Regions from separate parts of the Xenopus tropicalis genome. Here region 1 is linked to region 2. The links are chromatin contacts, called in public Hi-C maps. All regions are on one chromosome and are shown on one strand. Each heading gives the region's core, a stretch centred on a gene start, on an enhancer-like site or on the middle of the called end of the contact. The rest is flanking DNA. Distances are from core to core; before and after follow the strand shown. Region 1 has its middle 22 kb from the start of fut11. Region 2 has its middle 24 kb from the start of fut11.

What was found. Hi-C and Micro-C count contacts between places; a contact is called where the count stands out from the background.
Region 1: a contact with region 2 is called in a Hi-C map of liver, with 4 times the contacts expected there. The contact joins two enhancer-like sites. A contact is called at or near these places in 5 of 5 Hi-C or Micro-C datasets (brain, gastrula embryo, liver and 2 more).

The regions. Positions count from the first base shown.
Region 1 is chr1:200,987,777-200,992,996 of UCB_Xtro_10.0, forward strand. No RefSeq gene overlaps it. Among named protein-coding and RNA genes, the nearest start is that of fut11, 22 kb to the left of the region's middle. Within about 2 kb of position 2,210, at least 3 of the 11 cell types and tissues checked have an H3K27ac peak or open chromatin away from gene starts, as enhancers often do. A contact at or near this core is called in liver, where this site is marked.
Region 2 is chr1:200,941,441-200,946,739 of UCB_Xtro_10.0, forward strand. No RefSeq gene overlaps it. Among named protein-coding and RNA genes, the nearest start is that of fut11, 24 kb to the right of the region's middle. Within about 2 kb of position 3,536, at least 2 of the 11 cell types and tissues checked have an H3K27ac peak or open chromatin away from gene starts, as enhancers often do. A contact at or near this core is called in liver, where this site is marked.

The DNA.
Region 1 (5,220 bases), core at 960-3,459, 45 kb after region 2:
CGGTCAAATGTCCAAAAGTGAGCTGCCTGTACCATTAAAATTAATCTTGGTTTTTAAAAGTTATGTGTTTTCAAGATGTCTGCCTCTGCCCTGATGATGAAGAATGATGAAGAAGTTCAGCAGCCCAGCTCTACTGCATGTTGCTTAATCGTATACTAATAAGTCATTGGTTGTACAGTATTATAAGTGTGTGCCTGCCTTCATCCCACTAACAGTCATGACCAGGAAGGTTTAAATGTACATGAATTGTATTCTGAATAGATATGATTGTTGTTGCAATATCACATATTAAGATCTTGTTTTATAGGTTTTAGTGTTTCATAGATATAACCCAAACATACTTAAGCACAGAGTCTTGCCATCCTGTAGGAACCTCACCCAATGTGGACTTGAGTGTAGCACTCATAGGGAAGGTAAAGCCATTCATTAGGCTAGCGTAAGGTTTATCATCCCATCATGATAAGCAACTACAGCAAGTTTTGCTAAAGTCTCTATAACACAGCATGGGGGTGTAATGGTTGGGGTTTGGGAACAAGATATTTCTCTAGATCCAAATAATATCAACTTCTGATTGCAGAACTGGGACACCCCTGTGCAGTGAGTATTAGTTTGTGATCCTGGAATGTCCATTGTACTCAGAATTAGTTTAGGGTATTGGAACACCCAGCTCCCATGTGGCCGGCAATGGTTTGGAATACTGGGACACTTAGTCCTAAGGACACTAGTCAGCATTAATGTGAGATGTGAGGACACATTCTGCTTAATCCAAAATGGTCAAAAATGTCCTTCTAGTTTCTACTCACAAGTGCCAAACTGCAAATCTTTGCTAAAATTAGTGTTTTATATTCAATATCTGAGACTCTGCCCAAATCTTTCACTTTTTCACTGCTCTACATATTCTCGAAGGGGCCTTACCAGGACTTGTAAAAGGCAAGAATGACCCTCTCCCCCCCATGTACAGCAAGACTCTCTCCCTTTAGTCCCTACATGTCCAGCATGTCTAGGGAAGCAGATTACTCTCTGCCGGCAATTGCCAACCAGGAACAGGCGCAGAAGAATATTGGCTGGCAGTCGGTGATTGCCACCAGAGGGCAAGAGATGGGCAGCTCCAAAGTCTCTCTTAGGGCTCAGTAAGAGATGAAACTGTGGGGCTTTTAGCTCCTCACATGAACTGTAGACATCCCAACAAACCCTCAGTAAGGAAAATAGCAGCCGGATGCACAGCAAAAGGAAAACTAAAATTGAGAATAAAAAACCTTGTGACCCCGCAGCTATAGTGAGTCACACAGGGTATGTGATATGTTGTTATTTTGGTTTCCCTCAGGTAAGAAAATGTCATTCCTGTGACGCTCTGTGCAGCTGAGTTCTACCGCAGATAAACACAATCTTTTCATTAATCATCACATTTTCAGCTTCCTCTTCCCTTACGTTTCTGCCCGTTACTACAAAACACGTGAAATGACATAAAAACCACCAAAAAACCTCCTGATTCCAATCTTGTGTCTCACATTTAACTTACATGGATGTTTTTTTGGATTAGTTGGCCTTTAGAGTTATATTAACTTGAACAAATGATAGAATCACTGATGGCACAAAGGCAATAAATGTCTCTTTAGAGCCAACAGGAGTTCAGCAGCAGGGTATTTGCCAGAGTGGTCTCTACAGGGCACTAATAAGGGTTTTTATGTTTTTTACTGAAAACTTCACAAGAAAAGATTAACATAACTTAGACCGACTTGCCGGCCAATAATATTTCAAGGACTGAGGATCCACATGCACTTCAACGCAGATCTGAAACCATTGTGCCCCGTGATTTGTATCTGAAACTGCACTTTGCACCTGGCATTGCTTTAATAAATAAGGATTCTGGGGCTTTCCGGTCATGTACACATACACCATAATTTCATGTTTTCAAGATGGAGTTAATAGGACCTGAGAGTAGGAGGCTGAAGATGATTGGCTGCATTGTTTCAAGACTCCAGCAGATTCTGGGAACTACATTTTATCCCTTTAGGGTTTACATCCCCTTTATTTTTCAAAAGTCATTTTCCAGTTATATGTTATTCCAGTGACGTCCAAAAGCAGATATTACAGAACTACAATTCTCTGCATCAGAGAAAACTGAAGCTACAATGAGTTACTGTACTGACACAGCTGATTTCCTATAAGCAGTGCTGCAATGCTGACACGTCAGGCGTGGAACTGGAGCCAAGGTGTGGCGTAATCTTTATCCAGTGACTGTCACATTCAGTTTCCTCTTCTCAGCGCTCTCTGTATTGCTTTCAGGCCCATACAAGGCCATTCCATTGGCAATAATACTCTGTCTCCTCAGCTCAAAATGGGTTATGTTCTCTGAAAATGTATGTTCTCCTTAAGGGCAATGACACATGTTATAATACCTGTGTTAAATCACGGACATAAAAATGCCTGAAATACATTGCCATTAATGCTACAGGACTGGTGGGTGTACCTGCAGGTCCGATAGGCTCAGGTTTCCCCAATTTCCCCTGCTGCGGGTCACAGGCAGAAGGCAATTGCTGTCATTCTACCCTTCTATATATAATATATATATATATACAGGAACAAGGACAGCACGCCTAGGATTTAAAGAATTGTGAGCAAAATGTAAATGTAAGAATAGAAAGGTTAATTACTCGACGTTTCGGTCTCACACAGAAACCTTCATCTGGAGTGAAAAACAAAAACCTTTGAGAAAGGCTGTAGCCACAGCCGAAACGTCAGTTTTGTTTTTCAATAAAAATTCTTTTTTTGCACAGTCCTGTGAATGCGGATTCCTCATTGGATGATTTTGGTCTATATATATATATATATATACTCTAAACACCAACTCCTGCACTGGCCTCTCTGGTGATGTCGGAGATGAGCCAAACAGGTGCAATTTTCTAAATTGATGCAGTGTTGGGGTCGGTTTCAGGTAGGCAATTGTATGTGATTTAAATGAATTATCAAAAATTTTCATTGTGGATAAAGGCAAGGCATTTCAGCCATTTTGTCGTTCATGATTTAACATGAGTGCCAAAACTCTCCATGTACCGTTACCCTAAAGGGTGTTGGCTTAGCACTTACCCAAGTGCAATTTTTGACACAATAGGATTGATTCACTAAAGATCGATAAGTTTTATCGCACTTTTTTTTGTGTTAAAATTGACGTGAAAAAAATGCGTGATTCAACAACAACAACAAACATTTATAAAGTGCTTTTCTCCCGTGGGACCCAAAGCGCTAAAGTATTATTGCGTGTGTTAATTTACACGCAACCGCATGTGTTAATTTTACCGCATTGCGTAAATTAGCGCGCAGAAATAATACTAACACATGATTCACAAACACTTAGACGCGCTAAATATCGCATTAGTCCGTGCGAAAATTAACACCTACTTGGGCCAGGCGGTAATTATAGAAAGGTACAGTTCATGAGCTTTTGGCAACACAATACGGACTTTGCAGTGGGATTTATTCCAGTCTGTGTTGGCCCCAGAGTGATGCAGCCGCCAGTTTGCAGGGAAATGGGCATTTTCAGAAAAGTAGTTTTACGAAAGTAATGCCGTGTATGGCTAATATGGTGTGTGTTTTTTCGCATGCTGCAACTATTTGTGCGCAATGTGTTGATTAGCGCGCGTTCCGTCAAATACCGCACGAAAATAGTCTTCGCGACTTAAATAACACAAGCAGCATCGCGTCCAAATTAAAGCAAGTATGCTTTTAGTGAATTGTGCGTTAAGACGCGAAAAATTAGACGCAATAACATTTTTAACGCATGCTATAAATAGCGCTCGTTTTAATGCACTTTAGTGAATCAACCCTAATGTGCCATGTTTTATACTCACAGTGAGTGTTTTTGATCAGAACTTCACCATTGCATCCACCAGGGGGAGTTACTCTTGGGGTGAGTGCAGCCACCCAATTGTGCTTGCACCCATATTTGACATAAATTTCAACAAAGGTTTTTTAAATCCAGTTGGCATCATTTCCAATGTTTGGCATCAAAATGACATCAGTTCCTGAATCTTTAAGTGCATTGTCATTGCTTGTTCTGACACAGTGACCAGTGGGAGCCCATAGGCAGTAGCTCCAGGGTTCCCCTGTGTCAGATGCTGCATTTGTGTGTGATTTATCCGGAAATATTAACTGGAAGCATTGGTGTGTTAGGAGCATTAATGACTGGGGTCAATTTGCACAACTGTTATGGCAATTCTAGTCTTGTAAAATGTAACCTTGCACCCAAGTTATGACAGGAAAATACAATTAACCAATATTTAATACTGCCAATAATATAACTGCTTCAATGTATTCTCATTATAGGCAAACTCCACCCAAAACGGATCATTGCCAAGTGAAAGAAAGTATAATTCTAAGCAACTTTCCAGTAATACATTTAAAAAAAAAAATCACTGGGTTTACAGTTATTTGTAAATGTAATTACTGCTGGTTCTGACTTCTGAAACACAGAAGAAGAATCATAGCTGCCACACTAAATGCATGGCACTTGTCTAAACTGGAAATTCTCAAGGGGTCTGGGGTTCCCCGCTGTGGCTCCAACCTAAAGCAACCCTGGTTCTTATTCTGTTGATTTAATTTCCCCATCACACCTATAAATTAGCAGTTTGTGTGCTGGTCTAGGAGATGCTAAATATATGCTGTTATTCTCTATATTGTGTTGTTCTTTTTTATCCAGTCTGTTCAGGCCATGAAACATGTATTAAAGCTGACCTATATATGATCACTATGTACTTACATGTGAATTATGCAACTAGCTAGTAATGTAATTACATGTAATTATGCAGCTAGTACTGACACATATATTTATTCATCATCTCCAGTACTTACCCAGTTTCACTGTGCTGCATCCCAGGGATCACTGTATGGAGGCAGGATCCCTTTAGCATGTTGGGTACGGTAGTTCTAGGGTTGCCACCTGTTCTTAGGGCTGTCTGTACCAGTTTCAGCTTTGTAACACCCCAACAATAATCTGCACAATAAATATGAAACATTACAATATTAAGGTACTCACTGTGATTTTTCAACATGGCTTAGGTATCAGCAGGTAACAGTCAATCACCAATTATATTGTTGGTTATTATATTGGATTCTGCACAGCTTGTCTGTTGTCTCCTGTGTATCCTGTGCTTGAATGGCTGCCCCCATGGCTACAGAGCAGCTTGTTTATATAAACTATAGTAGGGTTTCTGAAGCAAACTC
Region 2 (5,299 bases), core at 2,286-4,785:
GGTCAGGTGGGTTAGGGTTGAAATTTGGGCAACCATTGCAGGTGGGGTTGGATTTTAGTTAACCAGCTACAGGCCCTACGTTGGGAAATAGACACAAAGCATTAGTGCTTCTGTCTCGCACCTTGTTATAATCCCACGCAGCACTGGGAGGCAGAATGGGGCTAAATAAATGTGTATTCCCTGTTCCTACCACCCACAAGTCACTATTTAAGACACAATTTTATCAGTTATGTGTCTCATTATACAATATGTGACATCGGCATCACAGTAAGAACGTTGAGTCTTGTGTTAATTACCTGCCATGGCTATTTATAGGCACATACTTGTAATTAATGGAATTCATGTTTGATCTGTTCATTAATGAGTCCCAGTGCTTTCTGCTGACACCTACTTATGTAACTTGGTTAGGTCCCTGCATGAAGCCTCTGTGGGGAGACTGGGATAGACTATAGGTTGGATATTGACTCTTGGCTCTGTGCCACGTATACTATTCAGCTTAAAGTTCCTATTACTGCCCCCCTAGTTATTGTGGGGTGTGAGTGTATCAGCTTGGGGACCCCTTCCCTCTATTACGGCAGCGAGGGCCAGTGACAAATATGACATATGCTCTGCCTAATAGCAAAGATGCCATTGAAATTGGTTTCTCACTTCAGTGAACTGCATAGATGCCCACTTTGATGCCACTTTTCCAGCCCAGAAGCCTTTAGGCCAGGCTGTAATGAGATGTATCTAATGCAGGGCTTCCCTGACTGCAAATATATAATTTTAAACCAACCCAAAGTCATTTAACCTCTTCAGCTCCCCTGTTTCTTCATATAAGCAGATTTGCAAAGATGCCCACTTTGATGCCACTTTTCCTGCCCAGAACACTTTTGGGCCAGGCCAGAACTGGGTGAATACAATGCAGCGTATTCCTGCCTGCAAATATATAGGCTTCAATCAGTGGGCCAAGGTAGTCCCTTTTAATCATTACTTACTTATTTATCGGACCGAATAAGGAACTAATAGCACTTTGGGGCCACTTTTCATGCCCAGAACCGTTTTGGGCCAGGCTGGAACAAGCTGGAGTTAATGACCCACAATTCCAAGTCACTATTTAAGACACAATGTTATCAGTTATGTGTCTCATTATACAATATGTGACATCAGCATCACAGTAAGAACGTTGAGTCTTGTGTTAATTACCTGCCATGGCTATTTATAGGCTCATACTTGTAATTAATGGAATTCATGTTTGATCTGTTCATTAATGAGTGTAGTCCCAGTGCTTATGGTGACACCTACTTATGTAACTTGGTTAGGTCCCTGCATGAAGCCTCTGTGGGGAGACTGGGATAAACTATAAGTTGGATGAGCCGCCGGTTTCATACTGTAGCCAGAGAATCAAACTCTAAAGGGCCCCATACACGGGCCGATCCGCTAGCTTGTCGATGTCGCCAAGTGAGCGGCTCTTCTCCCGACATCCCCATCTACAGGTGGGCCCTGGGGCCAAATGATTGAATTATAACGATGGGTATAGGAAAAATTCAGTCCGGGGACCACATCAACAAGCCAATGCAGTCCCAGATCCGACTAGATTTTTGATAAAGCAAGATAAAAAGGGAAGATATTGAACTTTATATGAATTATATGTTGGCTTTCTATTTGCAGAGGAATGGCAACTGCAATACTATTTCCCACAGCATCAGTTACTGTTCGGCAAGCCTTTTTTCCATTTTAATTGTTTTATTTTTGTGTTCTATTTGGGTTAAGCGCTGGCATACAGGACATGTTATATTAACTACAAAAAGCCATGTATTATGGCTTAGGAAAAATACAGAAGAATTCACATTACACGCATGAATGGTTCTGACTCATGTTATGGGCCTGAGACTGTGATACCAAATAACTGACCAACCAGGAAGGAGGAACCCGAAATCTAGGGCAGTAAAACAGGTCAGTGCCTGTAATCAGGAAACAAGATACAATGGAATGTAATTAACCTTAAAGGAATACTGTCACGGGAAAACATGTTTTTTTCCAAAACCCATCAGTTAATAGAGCTTCTCCAGCAGAATCCTGCATTGTAATCTGTTTTTCCCATGGGGCTAGCCATATTCTTCATTTCCCAGGGTGCCACAGCCATGTGACCTGTGCTCTGATAAACTTCAGTCACACTTTACTGCTGCGCTGCAAGTTGGAGTGATATCCCCCCCCCCCTCCCAGCAGCCGATAAGCTGAACCATGGAAAGGGAGCAAGATAGCAGCTCCCAGTAGGTATCAGAATAGCACTCAACAGTAAGAAATCCAAGTCCGGCTTGGGACTCCTCCAGTTACATGGGAGTAGGAGAAACAATAGGTTAGCTGAAAGCAGTTCTAATGTGTAGCGCTGGCTGAAAGCTCAGACTCAGGCACAATGCACTGAGATGGCGCCTACACACCAATATTACAGCTACAAATACATTTGTTGGCTCAAGAATAAAAGGTTAAATGGCAGAGGGAATTATTTGCTGTGTAACAGTGTCATTTAAAATAAAATGTACCCCATAAATATCATGACAGAATCCCTTTAACAAAACATACCCCAGATGTGCCAGTATGATTACTACAGAAAATAGATAATGATGAGCATATTAACCCCAGATGAACCAGTAGAAATAATAATAATAATAATAATAATAAAATAGATAATGGGCATTTTAACCCCAGATGTGCAGTATAATTACTACAGATGATGGATAATCTGCATATTAACCCCAGAAGGGACAGTATAGTCACTATGGAAACAGTGGGGATAACGCTCCAAATACACTTGTATATTATCCAGGTATTTAGTATTAAAAACCCACCCATAGGTGGGACCCTCAGTGCAACTGAGGGGATATAATTATCATTATGATTATTATTATTATAACATATATTTATAAACTATTTCGGTTATACATATTACATACAGCCAATACAAGAGGTATCATACATCTATATCAGATTTCACATTAAATTATTTCACTTTTTGTTCGGCAACTCTACAGCAGTTATCTGGTTGCTTGGGTCAAATCACCTTAGCAACCAGGCAGTGACATATTTATAGGAAAGGAACTGAACAGAAAACTAAGTTATAAAAAATAACAATAACAATAAAACTGGAGCCTCATAGAGCAATAGTTTTTTGGCTGCCGGGGTCAGTGACCCCCATTTGAAAGTTGGAAGTGAAGAGGAAGACAAATAATTCAAAAACTATAAACAATAAATTATGAAGACCAATTGAAAAGTTGCTTAGTATGTTGTAGAATGGCTAATTCTAAGTTAAATGAAAGGTGAACCACCCCTTTAAGTGTTGCCATGGCTTTTGGTCTGATCCTCTATCACTCCCGGCCGTACCATGTGTGTTACTTTTCTCCCTTTTTAGATCTCGTGATTATTTGAAAATTCTGTGGAAATGTATAAACCACATGAGGGTAAATCTATTCCATTTTGCTCAATGCCAACCACTAGATTGCACCAATATGTTAAATATATAACCGCCACTTCTGCTTCAGATGGGTGTGTAGCATTAAAGTTCCCTATTTCCCACTGTGTATAAACCCCTATGCACTGGTGTTGCAAGTCTGTGTAATGGGCCAGGGGCGCCGGGAAACAGAAACTTGTCTGCAGGAAAGAGACCATATACTGTGGGGCTATGGGACAATGGGCCAAGGGCAAAGATCTGGGATGGGATTTGTTATCTGGGATCTGTTATCCAGAAAGCTCAAGATAATGGGCTTCTCCCATAGGCTCAAATTTAAAAAAACAATTTACTTTTTCTCATGTACCTTTTACTTGATCCCAACTAAGATATAATTACCCCTTATTGGGGGCAGAACAGCCCTATTGGGTTTATTTCATGGTTAAATGATTCCCTTTTCTCTGTAATAATAAAACAGTACCTGTACTTGATCCCAACTAAGATATAATTACCCCTTATTGGGGGCAGAACAGCCCTATTGGGTTTATTTAATGGTTAAATGATTCCCTTTTCTCTGTAATAATAAAACAGTACCTGTACTTGATCCCAACTAAGATATAATTACCCCTTATTGGGGGCAGAACAGCCCTATTGGGTTTATTTCATGGTTAAATGATTCCCTTTTCTCTGTAATAATAAAACAGTACCTGTACTTGATCCCAACTAAGATATAATTACCCCTTATTGGGGGCAGAACAGCCCTATTGGGTTTATTTCATGGTTAAATGATTCCCTTTTCTCTGTAATAATAAAACAGTACCTGTACTTGATCCCAACTAAGATATAATTACCCCTTATTGGGGGCAGAACAGCCCTATTGGGTTTATTTAATGCTTAAATGATTCCCTTTTCTCTGTAATAATAAAACAGTACCTGTACTTGATCCCAACTAAGATATAATTACCCCTTATTGGGGGCAGAACAGCCCTATTGGGTTTATTTCATGTTTAAACGATTTTTAGCAGATTTAAGGTATAGAGCTTCAAATGTAGGGAAGACCCCTTATTCAGAAAATCCCAGGTCCACAGCATTCTGAATAACAGGTCCTATACCTGTATACTCCACTCCTTAGTGATGTCCAGTAGCTTTATATTCCCTATACTCTTTTATATTGAGCATTTTCTGGTCCTTTAACTAGAAGGAAATGGTAAGGGGGTTCTTCCTATAGTTTTACAACCAGTTGTTTTTTTTAAATACCAAATCTATTAAACATACGGTATGCTGTTTATTAGGTAGTAAAAGGATACCTAGAAATAAGCCAGTTACATTGTTACTAATCCCTTCTGCTTACAGCCAGGCCTTAGTTCTTATGGAAAGGGGCTTTATAGCAAATGGCTTCTTAAAGTGATATTGACACTAAAAAACTACTTTTCAAAATATGAATGGACATTAAAAGTTCCCTATGTTGACCTAAGCCTACTGTACATCAAGGGTGATTTTATATCTTTAATAGTATGTGGTGTGTCCCACGCAACAGCTCAATGCTTTGGGTCAGAAAACAACTTTCCAGTTGGGAAGGATATATATATATATTATTATTATTGTTATTTAACCTTAACCAAGACCCTAGCAACCACCTGCTAACATTCCAAACTGCTGAATAATTGAAAAACCACAAATACCACAAATTATCTCAGAATATCATTGTCTATACGTTGTTGATACAAGGAAGCTTTACCAGAAATCAGGTGAGCAAGGATTACTTTACAAGAAACAGTAAAAGTCGCTGCGCAATGTTTTATGGCCCCGTCTCAAGTGGCAAACACAGCATTAAACCAAGGAACACAGTGAAAATACAATTGTTATTCACTGGGG